Linked DNA regions of Drosophila melanogaster: region 2 is linked to region 1. Evidence: chromatin contacts called from public Hi-C data. All regions are on one chromosome and are shown on one strand. Each heading gives the region's core, a stretch centred on a gene start, on an enhancer-like site or on the middle of the called end of the contact. The rest is flanking DNA. Distances are from core to core; before and after follow the strand shown.

Region 1 (6,247 bases), core at 2,670-5,169:
ACTTTACTTAGCAGCCGCATCTTCGTGTGAGCGGCCACCGTCGTCGGCGGAGAGGAGGAGCTGTTGGTCGCTCCTGCAGCTCCGTGACTGCCAGACGACGTGGAGCTATCCAAGTAGCGAGGCATTAACATGGATGTGGCTCTCAGGGTGCACCCTTTGATCAAGGTCTTAAATTCCCGATGCTGTTGGAAAACAAGCAAGAAAATATTCCAATATTAGTTTAAAAATTGGTTTTCGAAAACCACGAAATATTGACTTGACAACCGATGTCATAACCAGTTTTGGAAAACTCGAAAATTCAGTTTTTAGACACATTGTCAGTCATATTCATATAGTAGGCATTCTGTGCCCAAAAATGACTACTTCAATCTTGTTTTAGTAATCAAATTTTATTTATACTAAAAGCATGCTACGCGCTTCATTTGAAGGCTATATTACATAAATCACATAGGTATTTTAAACTGCAGAAAAACTTGATTAAATATGATTCGGATTCTAACTTCTCAATCAGCAAATCGACTTCCGTTTGATATGTATACTTCTGCCCACTGGAAATTCACTTGGCAGATGGTTTAAAAAAAAAATGCTGGCTACGAGCCAACGAAAAAATCCAGTTTTGGACTTTTTGTGTCAAAAGTTAGGCAGTCGTGGATTCGGTTAGGTTTCGGTTTTCGTCTTCAGAATCCACCACCAACTCGATATTTACTGGCACATACACATTTGTTTGTGTAAAGTTGACGTGTTTCCAACTGTTTAACACATTCCGAAACCGAAATCGAAATCGAAACCCATCAAAGGTGGCAGCTCACCGACACGCTCGCCGTAGCCAAATAAATGCACGAAAAGAGCTTACAAATCTAAAGCGACGAAACTTATATGTATATATATATATAATTTTTTATCGATTTTGATTATTTCAAAACGAATGACAGCAAAAAGCTAACGTAAAAAACGAACTCTCCCGCACACAGATACACTGCGACAAAGTGGCAAGTGGAACACGCTCAATAACAGAACATATTTGAGATAGTGATTTCCAAATGCAAGTAAACAAGATAGCGTCGAATGCCGAAAACCGAATACAGCGTAGAAATACACATTTAAGAACCGATTACGCATCTTACAATTCGGAGGATGATACGCCGCCAGTACTGAACAACGAGTATGAATGAAAGCGGGCAAGTTACATATAAAGATTCATAGTGGCGGGTTGAAACTAGAATCGAATCTCAAATTTTGAGTATTTTTCCAGCGACGACGACCAAGATTCGCACAGTGGTTGGGGGTTGTTCGAAAAGCAGCTTTCAGAATGACATATCACATGATGTGTGCTCTGCATGGCGGATTCTTCCTTGGCAGCCCCAATTAACAAACTAATTCCGAACTGGCACACTAACCACTGAATTCCCAGATGGAAATGTAATTGCCAACTTAATTTAAATCGCCTGCAGAGCACTGTAATGAAAAAGATACGATAATAAGCCAATAGATGGAGCACGGTGTAGGGGGGGGGGGGTGGTGTGCGGGTTGGCGAGAGCCGAGAGAGTGAACTAAACTCGCTGTCTTGCTCTCGCCACAGCTCGGCTCACCCACACACACACACGGACGGGGACGAACGAATTTACGCTTGTTATGTGCAGTTGAGAATTTTTCAAGAAAAAGAAACAGAACGTAACTTTCCTTCACAGTGACTAACATCCATTATTGACAAGTGATATTTTGTCTGGCATTTTTCGCTAATCGGCTAATGGCAACGGTTGATAACTTAATGCACATGCCTGCCAATTAGTTTCAAATAGTTCGTTCGACTTGAACTATTTATTTATTTCCAAGCAGAGCAACACCTTGCACACAAACACATGCACGCGCTCGCTCACTGCACACACACTTACCAGCGAGAGAGCGGCGAGAGAGTGGAAAATACGACCGTTTTCAAGCGTCAAAACTGAGGCAAACCGTCGCCGTTAACGACGATTTCAATACTAATTTTTAAAACTCGAAAAAGCGACGAACGGGCCTACAAAAACCCAACTATATAAACGGCCACCTGTGCTGGTGTGCGTGTGCGCTACGACGTTATATATTCGTGTTCGTACTTGTATTCGTATTCGTATTCGGAAGGTACAAATAATGGTTATGGTCGCTAGTTGTTTTTGAGATTGCGAGAGATTGCCGGAGAGACAGTTGCCTATTATTTTTTATTTCGCCTTTTCTTCTTTCGCTGCCATTTACGTTTTTATTCCGCTCTTTTTTTAAGAACGGGGTTATTTCGGGGAATATATAAATTTATGGGTTCGCGCGCGTACACACACACACACACACACACACAGCAAATAAAAACTGCAAAAAGCTACAGTTTTAATGTAGTATACACATGTTGAAATCGAGTATAATGATTTTTCAAGTTTTGTTTTCCGCTCGTCTGCCATTCTCCGTGAAGTGAAGAAGACTCTAACGGAAAGTTTCAGACTATCTATAATCTTTAAATTCAATATTGCAGATTAAGTTAAGAGTGTTAGCTCAAAGGTTTGAAACTTTGGAGATTTAAGCCCGTTGGATAACTGAGCTTAGAAACTGAGCAATAGTATTTAAAAATAAAGCGAAACTCACGGCTTAACGGATTTAACTATAGCATTTCAAAGTTCTTGTGGGAGATTACTTTTGGTGCGCACTGTAGTCAGAGCAAAGTGAACGCAGATAATCGCACTCGACTGTAATAACTTGCTTTTTGTGTAATAGCAAAGATATCGAATTACCTTAGGCCTTTGGGTATTCGATTTCAGGTTCTTGTCGACGGGAGACTACTGTAAATTGGATTCTCAGTAGGAAATCGAGCTTCTGCCAAGCTGTGTGGTAAACAAGGTTTTCGTGAATCCTCTTACAGGTGAGAAACTACCCCTTTGCGGCATAAGAACTCCATGTACACCGAGTACATAGGCGACCTGCTGAATACTGGTTCAAAAAATTCGCATTCAGCCGAGCTTCCTTGAAATTTTCGGGGTGGCAGATGCCGAGAATGCGAATAGGTTGTATCTCGTATCGCATCTGAAAGCCATGTGCTGAAGTCAGTCGAAACTAGATTTACAAGTATTGGGCGGACCGAAAAGATGGGTTGCGGGGAAGCTGGAGTTTTCGAACTGGGAGCGATGCCAGAACAGGAAACTTGAAATCGGCTGCAGCTATTCTCTGTGGATGAGCAGCACGACGCTGGGAAATGCGGAAAGCATTTGCATTAATTACGCATGGCACCAGTTCTAGGAAAATCCACACGTTTATCTGAATTTCATGTATGCAAATAAATAAACAAAACGCGAGGCAAACCTTGCAAGCATTGAATCCAAGAGCACAAACACATGCATTTTCTTATCATAACGAACTTTGTAGGGAGCACTCACTTGAAAAAACAAAGAGCCAATTTGGTCTTCGGTTTGTTATATCGATTGCATGAAATACCTTTAAAATATTATATTTTTCTCGTTTCCTGTACGCGCTGTGGTTGTCAAGAAAACTTTTGAACTTACGGATCTGCAATTTCTGCTATCGAATTAATTTTATCGGTTGTATCAAACAGCTGCTTTGTGAAAGCTTTATATTCAAAGATTGTTGTTAATAAAGTTTATTAAAAAAAAAAAAAATTTATCATCTTTTTAATATTTAAAAACGCTGTAAAAGAAAACAGAATACAGTACCCTGTACCTAGTTAACATTACCAGACAGCCATCCCTCACAAAATATAACGAAAATTTTAAACACTGAGTCTCTAAACGAAGTACTTGGTACCGCTATAAATGATAAATATAAAAATTATATGTCACATTAATTGGAAACATAATTTTTAATCAACAACGGTTGGGCGTTTCAAGTTTTTAGATAACGAAAAGCCATCGATTATCGATTACCGCGCAATTATCGTAGCGCAGTGGCCGGTTTTGTGGAGCCCTGGTTGTGGTAAGACGAAAGTTGTGAGAATTGAGATTGGGCATGTCGGAATCTCCGGGAAAACGGCCAAAAATCGGACCCAGCGATTGCCTCTGCTACCTGCAGGTGAATTGAGTACGGCACGGGGACTGAGGTGTAACATATTGTGTTCTTTCTAGGGCCTGGGAGATGTCCGCCCGGAGGATGCCGCACTGCAGCTGGCCCAACGAATACAGACGGAGGAGGATGAGGCGGCGCAGGCGGACACGTGCAGTGGTGCCAATCAAGCCGCCCTGAACATTAGCTTCCGTGTGTACTACCACATAGTGCACAAGTACGAACTACAAGACTCGCACTTCGCGGATCTTTTCCAGCGTTTGACCAGCGAGCAACCCACTGCCTTCCTGATGCTCCAATCCATTCTGCTCACCGACCATTGGAAGCGTCTCGATGCTGCGCTGCTGGAGGAAAAATGCACCACTGCCATAATTGAGGCTCTGCAGCGCAACAATCCCAGCCTGATGGCCGTGCTGAAGGCCACAAACTTGCTGGTAAAGAAGTTCCCCAAGCTGCAACTCCTTCCGCTGAAGTTGGAGCACTTCTATCACTGCCTGCAACGCCAGACGCAAACGGGATCCCGTGAGGAAACGCTCACGCTGTACAACCACTGCTGCAAACAGCCGGAAAGAGCATTCTCCTACTTTCGCTTGATTGTGGAGTTCTGGCCATGGACGAATCGCAACAAGTACTATCTGCTGAGCGGCGCTCTCAACTCTCATTCCCTGCCTGATCTCTTGGCGGCAACGAATCAAAGCGAAGAGGAGTTCTTCAATGGCCTAAGGCTCAGCCTGAGCTATAAGGGACTTCGGGCCGCCAGTCAATATCCCGTGAAAAGCTTGAGCAACCAGCGCTCTCCGGCACTACTTGCAGCCAGTGTGGAGCTGTTGCTTAACGGCAGTGTGGCCGAGATTCAGAACTTTCATTCGCAGTGGTTCCTGCGCATCCAACAGCGGGAAGAGTTGTTTGAGCTGCTGCAAGCAAATCCTCAGATTGTGGAGTTCCTGGCCACCGAGGAGGAAAGGTCGCCGAGCGATCAATTACGTCTGATTCTGATCTTCAGCATGTTCGCCAGGGAGATATATGCTACCTCCAAGCTGCACTTCTTTAAGATCAGCACCGAGCTGTTGACCAACTGCAGCCAGATGGAGACGGAGGCGCAGCTGTTGATCTTTCGCTTTCTGGTTGACAATCTGGGAAACTTTGCCGTCGAAGACTGTCTGGATTTCTTTCACAGCTTTGTAGAGCGACATCGCTGTCTGGAAAGCTCAGAGTTCCGGAACACGATGCTGGGCAAGATGCCAACGATTATCAATCACACGGCCAAGCACTTTCAAAAGGTTCTAAAGGCGGACATCGGAGTGGGTGGCCATGCATTGGCTCAGAATATCAAGCGATTCTTTTCACATCTTCAGCATCTGATTGAGCGGGACATCCACAGCGAGGTTTATCAACCCAAGATCTTTGCCCTGAAGTTGCTGGAAATCCTAAATAGGTCGCTATATGCAGAAGAAGTCGCAAAAAATGCAAAAATGTGCAGTCCTCAGCAGAATCAGCGCATGGGCATATTTCTCCTGGAGCACGGAGTCTTTCGTCCAAAGGAAATGGCGCAACAGCTCTTCGAAACCCTCAACAATCCACAAGGTTTCGATGATGCTTTGGACCTAACGGTCTCCCTGTTGATTCAGATGGGCCATGTGGACAGTGAAAAGTGCGTGGAGCGGTGCTTCGAACTGTGCCACACGTCTGATATGGACCAATGCTCCTTGGTTTCCCTCTACGCACAGTTGGCGGTTACAAAAGAGCAAGCTGGATCAAAGATATTTGATGAGTGCCTGAAAAGGCTTACCGGTAAATTAGATCCCTTCTTCGAAGATCCTTTGCAGACCGCCAAGAGCGGAGGACATCTCTTTGGCTATCTTTGCGCCTTGGACGAGGTGGTCAAGGCTGGCTTGGCAGTGGAGACGCCTCTGGAGGATTTGTTGCCATTGCTAGAGAGAATTCTCAGCGGCATTCTCAAGTTCCTCAATGTGGCCAACGCCCGGCGACAGGAAGAGGCAGCCACAGCAGCCAGTTTCCAGGACATGGACGAGAGTCTCCAGCTGCTGGTCAGCGAAAGCTCCTTCAAGTGTGATGGGGAGGAAGAGGCTTGTCGAAAGTACTTACTGATGAGCTTCTGGTTAACGTTGAAGGTGCGTAGATATATTTCTTAACTCTTGATAAACTTATCATTTGTTTATCCTTCTGCAGGGCTGTTGCGATCTGGCCACCA
Region 2 (6,247 bases), core at 1,408-3,907, 300 kb after region 1:
TTATGATAATTTCGAGTAGGCTCGACGAATTTCGTGTGTCCCCACACGTATATATCAATTGGAACTTGTTAATTTGCCGAGCAGGTTCTGCCCCCCCCCCCCCCACTGACCCACCCCCTCAAGCAATCACTCAATCAATTAGAACCAGTTATTTGCCTGACTTTCAATCGGTGGTTATGGCTTAACCCCTTGGCCACATTTATTTAATTCGTTAAGACATTTCATATTGAGGTGACGTTGGCAATTGGCATTATGTTTGATTTAACACATTTAACAATTTGATGTGCTATAGTATATATAAATTGATATTTAAGTTTACGTGTTTCGTGGATAATAATAACTATTAATTAAATAAGAAAGGGGTAATGATATTCTATTGTATTGATGGACTTCCTTCCTTCAAACCCCTGTTTTTCTGAGCATTTTGAATTTGAATTTCTAGTAGTTTCATTTATGGCACATTAGTTATCCAAGGGTTAGGCATGGAACGGAAATGGAGCGAGCTTTTAGCCCAAAATGGCATCGATTTGAATCAAATTCGCTGTGGGCCAACTTCCGTTGGTCTTGGCATACCTTTCTCGATTTCAGAGTTTGTAATTCTCGTCTGCTCGATATCTCAGTTTTTTCAGTTTCAGTTTTGGTTTTCGGTTTCGGCTCTCGCGTTTGCCTACGTCACGGAGATGCTTTTTCTCGTTTTATCTTTGCTTTTGGCTGGCGGTTTAGCGCTGCTTGCTGGTTTTCACTGTGGATGTGTGTATAGCAGTTGGCATAATTGAATTAGAACTGTAGTTCACGAGAGAATTTTGCACAACGCATCGCGCGGGTGGAGGGGGTTGTTCGAATGGGAGGGGGGGGGGGGGCTGTGTTGTCCAAGTGGGGTCAACACATGTAAATGCGGTGTCAAAGCAAAATACACAAAGATCTTTAATGGCGAACGTGTGTGAGTGAGTGGGGCGCACTTTGGGGAATGGGAGAAGCGTAAGAATGTGAATGGGTAGAGAGAGAGGATGGGAAGATGAGTAAAAGGTGAGAGAGCGCAGCTGTTTTGATGGGGCTCTTTTCGCTGTTGCCTTTGCTCTATCTTTTGCTTCACTTCGGTTTGTTGATTCCTTTCATCTATTTTGCCTTTTTCCTCATTTAGGTAAGAGGAGTAAGATTAGGTAACTTGTGTCTATATGAACATAATTCTTAACACATTTTACTGCTTGACACACACACTTATCATAAATATGTATGTTTCAAACACACACACAGGCACACACACTCGGTGCGAGAGAGACACACACACGCACGCGGCACAAAATCGATATTCTAAAAATAATATAAGTAAAAAATATATATGCTCATACGAATTCTAACCGATTGCGTGCGTGTATTTGTGTGTGCGTGTGTGTGTGCGGGCTGGCTGGATTGCGAGCGTAATTACATATTTATTTATTTATTAAAACTTTTGAAACACCGAATTGCGTCTGGGGATTTAGCCGCTTACTGCGCACTTGAAAAATTTGCATTCGCCTTGGAAATTTGGCTTTAATTTTGCACTCGGCTTTGTTTAGTTGCCTTTTATTTCTCCTTCTTTATTCGGGCTTGGAATTTTCGCTGCAGAATTTATTAAAAACCGACTGCGTATGTGTGTATATAAAAGATTTCTATATCTTTTGCAACCGACGACGAAGGCGGCATACGGCAACTGTGGCGATATTTTTTTCCTTCGTCCGACTCTCGCGCTCTCTTTTCGTTTTCGGCTTGCTCTCTCTGGCACATGGGTATATACTATACGCGAGAGGGAGCAGGCACACACAAACGAAAAGCCTGCCTCCAATTGATTAGTATTAGTACTTCGAATAGTATTACTATTGTTATTGTTTTCATCTAGCTGACTTTCAATTGTTTGGTGCTGATATTTAGCTAGATTCCCCAGGTGCGATTACTCATTTGGCTTTTGTTTCGAGACCACTGTGCCAGATTTCTGGGTGAGAGCGTGGTGAGTTTCGTTTCAACTCACCACAGAAACTGTTGTTGCGCGTCGCGCTCTCTATTTAGGCGGCTCTCTCCCACACACGGTCACACTACAGTCCCAAAAATGAATGAAAATACCACAAAATACCATCCAACGCACGGGCACACCGGCGAACTGAAAGACGCCGCTGCTTTCAAGTTTTTCTCCCGTTTTTATTTCCTATCGAGGGCGATAACCAAACAAGGCTATCGTTATCGACCTCTCGCTCGCTCTGTATCCCTCCTTCCCTGTCGCACTCGCTCTCCTTTTGTGTGGCTAATTTTTTCCTTTTAGTCCTTTTTTCGGTTGCCTTCGTGCAGAAATTCCCTGCTTTATGTAATTTAGAACACAATGTTTGCGTTGCACTGTTGGCCGACTGCAGCTGAAAACCGCACAAAAAAAGCGACGCACACACACACCTTCGAGCATCCGGACTTCCAATTTGCACTGCTTTTCTAACAGTCTATCGCGCACGCACTGCCACAATTTCACCCGCTTATCGCGCCGCAATATGGGACGTTCGCTTTTCAATCGATTTTGGTAACCGGCAGGTGCGCTTTATGCGAGAATTACGAATTTTCTCCAGCGGCAACTAGAATCGTTCACACAGACACCGTAGAAGTGACGCCATCTTTGAAGCGATTAGTGTTGCAAAGCGCGTCTGCAAAAGTGCTGGCTACCAACTACGGTTGATAGGGATGAGGGCTATGGCTTGTTGACCGAAAATGATAAATGTTAACTATGCCAATATATTTTAGATTTTACTAATACGTTACAAAAATAAGAAAAGACTATGATAAAATTGTGTTTTAGCTTGGCTCATAAGTATTGATCCTTTATAAGCTATGGTCTTGCAGTGGCTAACATTTCTCAAATTAGGGCAACCATCTGATAAGATTTCTAATTCGAATTCTAATAAATGAATTTAAACTGCTTTTTCTTAAAGTTAAAAAAAAATTAGTTTTAAATCAAACGGCATGCATACATTAACCATCAAACAATGTAATTATATATATAATATTACCAATTGGGCTACTAAATATTGCTGATATGTAAGCTATGGTCATGAGGTAAAGGCATATTATTTATATAATTTTCATAGTATCTTTGTTGTAGGGGAAAAATAACAAGTAATTTAAAATTGTTCAATTGACTTAAAACAAAATATAACAGATATTATTTTTAAATCCAACGACATACCATATAAAGTTGGTATTTCTTTCTAATCTGCTTGGTATTCTCATCGACCCCAATCGGTCACACTGGTCGTGAATCAGAAACGCACTAATTAGTCAAAAAAACGGTACAAAAGATCGCTTAATTGCTGAAATTTCACCTGTCGCAGTTAAGTTTACCCACCAGCAGTTCAAAACCAGCCAGAGGCTAGCTAAAAACCCCAAAGATCGACCCCAAAACATCGCCGCAAAGTGGACAACTCCCAGTTTTCAGAGCACCTGCCCCTCAAAAAGGAGCATCGCGACAAAAAGGCGAGACTTCGCAGCAGAATGTCCTCGCTCTCTGCGTCCGCGGAGAATGTGTCCAGTTTGGGACTGGGATCGGGCGGAGGAGGAACTACTTCCCACGACGGCAACTCCCAGCAGGGTTCCGGATCCGACGGAGGATCCAGTATGTGCCTGGAACTGGCCCTCGAGGGTGAACGCCTCTGCAAGGCGGGTGACTGCCGGGCGGGCGTGGCCTTCTTCCAGGCGGCCATTCAGGCCGGAACCGAGGATCTTCGCACTCTGTCCGCCATCTACTCCCAGCTGGGCAACGCCTACTTCTACCTAGGCGACTACAACAAGGCGATGCAGTACCACAAACACGATCTTACGCTGGCCAAGAGCATGAACGACCGACTGGGCGAGGCCAAGTCCTCTGGCAATCTGGGCAACACCCTCAAGGTAATGGGTCGCTTCGACGAGGCGGCCATCTGTTGCGAGAGGCACCTAACGCTGGCCAGGCAGCTGGGAGATCGTCTGTCCGAGGGACGCGCTCTTTACAACCTAGGAAATGTCTACCACGCCAAGGGCAAGCACTTGGGTCAGAGAAACCCTGGAAAGTTCGGCGACGATGTCAAGGAGGCGCTCACCCGTGCCGTGGAGTTTTACCAGGAGAATCTGAAGCTCATGCGGGATCTGGGTGATCGTGGTGCTCAAGGTCGAGCTTGTGGTAATCTGGGAAATACCTACTACCTACTAGGCGATTTCCAAGCGGCCATTGAGCATCATCAGGAGCGACTGCGCATTGCCAGAGAGTTTGGTGATCGCGCGGCTGAGCGAAGGGCCAACAGTAATCTTGGCAACTCGCACATATTCCTGGGACAATTCGAGGACGCCGCCGAACACTACAAACGCACCTTGGCTTTGGCCGTTGAGTTGGGTGAACGCGAAGTGGAGGCCCAGAGTTGCTACAGCTTGGGCAACACCTACACGTTGCTGCACGAGTTCAACACTGCCATCGAGTATCACAATCGACACTTGGCCATTGCCCAGGAGTTGGGCGATCGAATTGGTGAGGCCAGGGCCTGCTGGTCACTGGGCAATGCCCACTCTGCCATCGGTGGTCATGAGCGGGCCCTAAAGTATGCGGAACAGCATCTTCAACTGGCCAAGGAGCTGCACGACCCGGTGGGTGAAAGCACAGCCAGGGTGAACATCTCCGATCTACGAAAGCTACTCGGAATGCCCGACTCCGAGCCTTCACCCACCGAGGAGGAGGCTCGATCCACCGCCTCCGATCACTCGGCCAGCGGAAATCAGTCGGATGGATCGGAGAACTCGCAAGGAAGAATGGTAAGAGAAACGAGCTGCAACAACATAAAGCAATATGAATGATTCCTGAGATATTTTTAAACAATACTGGCAGTCCGTTTGTTCTATTTTTCGAAGTGGACACCTGCTGCTTGCAGTGTTTGCCCCTTTATGTTAGCGTAAATATTTATACTTTGTACCAAAACACATCGTTAAACTTTCGATTCGAGCACATGCTGAGAAATTGAAACCCCTGAAAGATACATAGCTAAATTTATTACTTTAATTGCTTCCCGTCAGGTGCGCGTTCGTCGCCAGAGCATGGAGCAGTTGGACCTGATCAAGATCACTCCCGATGGAAAGCGCATGCAGGAGGAAAAGCTACGAGCACAGGCGACCAGGAAAGCCAAAGACGACGACTTTTTCGAGATGCTTTCGCGGTCGCAGTCGAAGCGCATGGATGACCAGCGCTGTTCGATCAAGGTGAATCCCGCCGGAGCTCCGGCGGTGGCCACTGGCGCCACGCGTAAGCCGCTTGTGCAGCAGAACTCGTTGTTCGTGGATCCCACCAACCTGCCTGGCCTCAAGTCACCGTCGTCGGCGAATCCATCAGCCATTGGACATGGGCCGCTCGCCAGGAGCGCCACCACTACGCAGCAGCCCGATGATGACTTCCTAGACATGCTTATGCGCTGCCAAGGCTCGCGTCTGGAGGAGCAGCGGTCCGAGTTACCGCGCCCCAATGTCACCATGGACGCAGAGGCGGAGGCACCACCGCGATCCGTCCCAGAGGCTGCTGTTCCAGGGGCACCACGCGGACAGACCGGACGTGGAGCTACCGTCCCCGATGAGGACTTCTTCTCACTGATCATGAAGGTCCAGAGCGGTCGCATGGAGGATCAGCGCGCCTCGATTCCGTTCCGAAATGCCAACAATAACAACAATAGCCGCAGCAACAACAACGGTTCAGCCGGCGGAGCTGGAAAGTAGAGAGTTGTAGTCCAAAAAGCTGAAGTCCAACCAAACAATCCTATAAATCCATCCCTGGCCGCAGCTCCTGACTCATTTCGTTGTAAGCCCATCTTGCGGCCATTTATTCAGTCGTTTATTTTCGGAAATTGGCTGCTAAACATTTTGTTCTTTTACAAGATTTATATATACACACGTACACGAAAAGCATTAATTTATGAATAGCAACTAACCACGTAACCAAATATTAGGGGTGTATAGGGCCTCGTCTACACGAGCAGAGGGAGGAACCTCCAACGGATGCACACACTCATCCACTCATGACTCATTACATACTCCACCATGAGCTGGCCATGATATTGAACGATATGCACTCGAGTCTTACGATATTAACGTTTTAATTGCATGTGCAAGTAGTTTAAGCCGGATAATACTAATGTACTAATCCAATTTGCTCAATAGACGGAACCAAGTCTTCTCTACGATCAACGATCTTACATTCTCGTAGCCACATTCAGCTAAATATTAA

Evidence for each region. Hi-C and Micro-C count contacts between places; a contact is called where the count stands out from the background.
Region 2: a contact with region 1 is called in a Hi-C map of the Kc167 cell line, with 2.6 times the contacts expected there. The contact joins the promoter of wdb here to the promoter of CG3368 in region 1. A contact is called at or near these places in 6 of 107 Hi-C or Micro-C datasets (the Clone 8 cell line, the D17-c3 cell line, the Kc167 cell line and 3 more).

What each region holds. Positions count from the first base shown.
Region 1 is chr3R:27,279,861-27,286,107 of dm6, forward strand. CG3368 reads left to right here and starts at 3,920. Exons shown (of 3, transcript NM_143298.2): 1 at 3,920-4,044; 2 at 4,098-6,167; 3 at 6,226-6,247. The coding sequence starts at 3,982. It overlaps mrt (martik), which reads right to left and starts at 2,801. Exons shown (of 3, transcript NM_001260398.1): 1 at 2,757-2,801; 2 at 1-182. The coding sequence starts at 131.
Region 2 is chr3R:27,579,584-27,585,830 of dm6, forward strand. It overlaps wdb (widerborst), which reads right to left and starts at 2,658. Exons shown (of 9, transcript NM_170340.2): 1 at 2,006-2,658. pins (partner of inscuteable) reads left to right here and starts at 3,257. Exons shown (of 2, transcript NM_080260.4): 1 at 3,257-4,791; 2 at 5,050-6,247. The coding sequence starts at 3,505. The coding sequence ends at 5,739.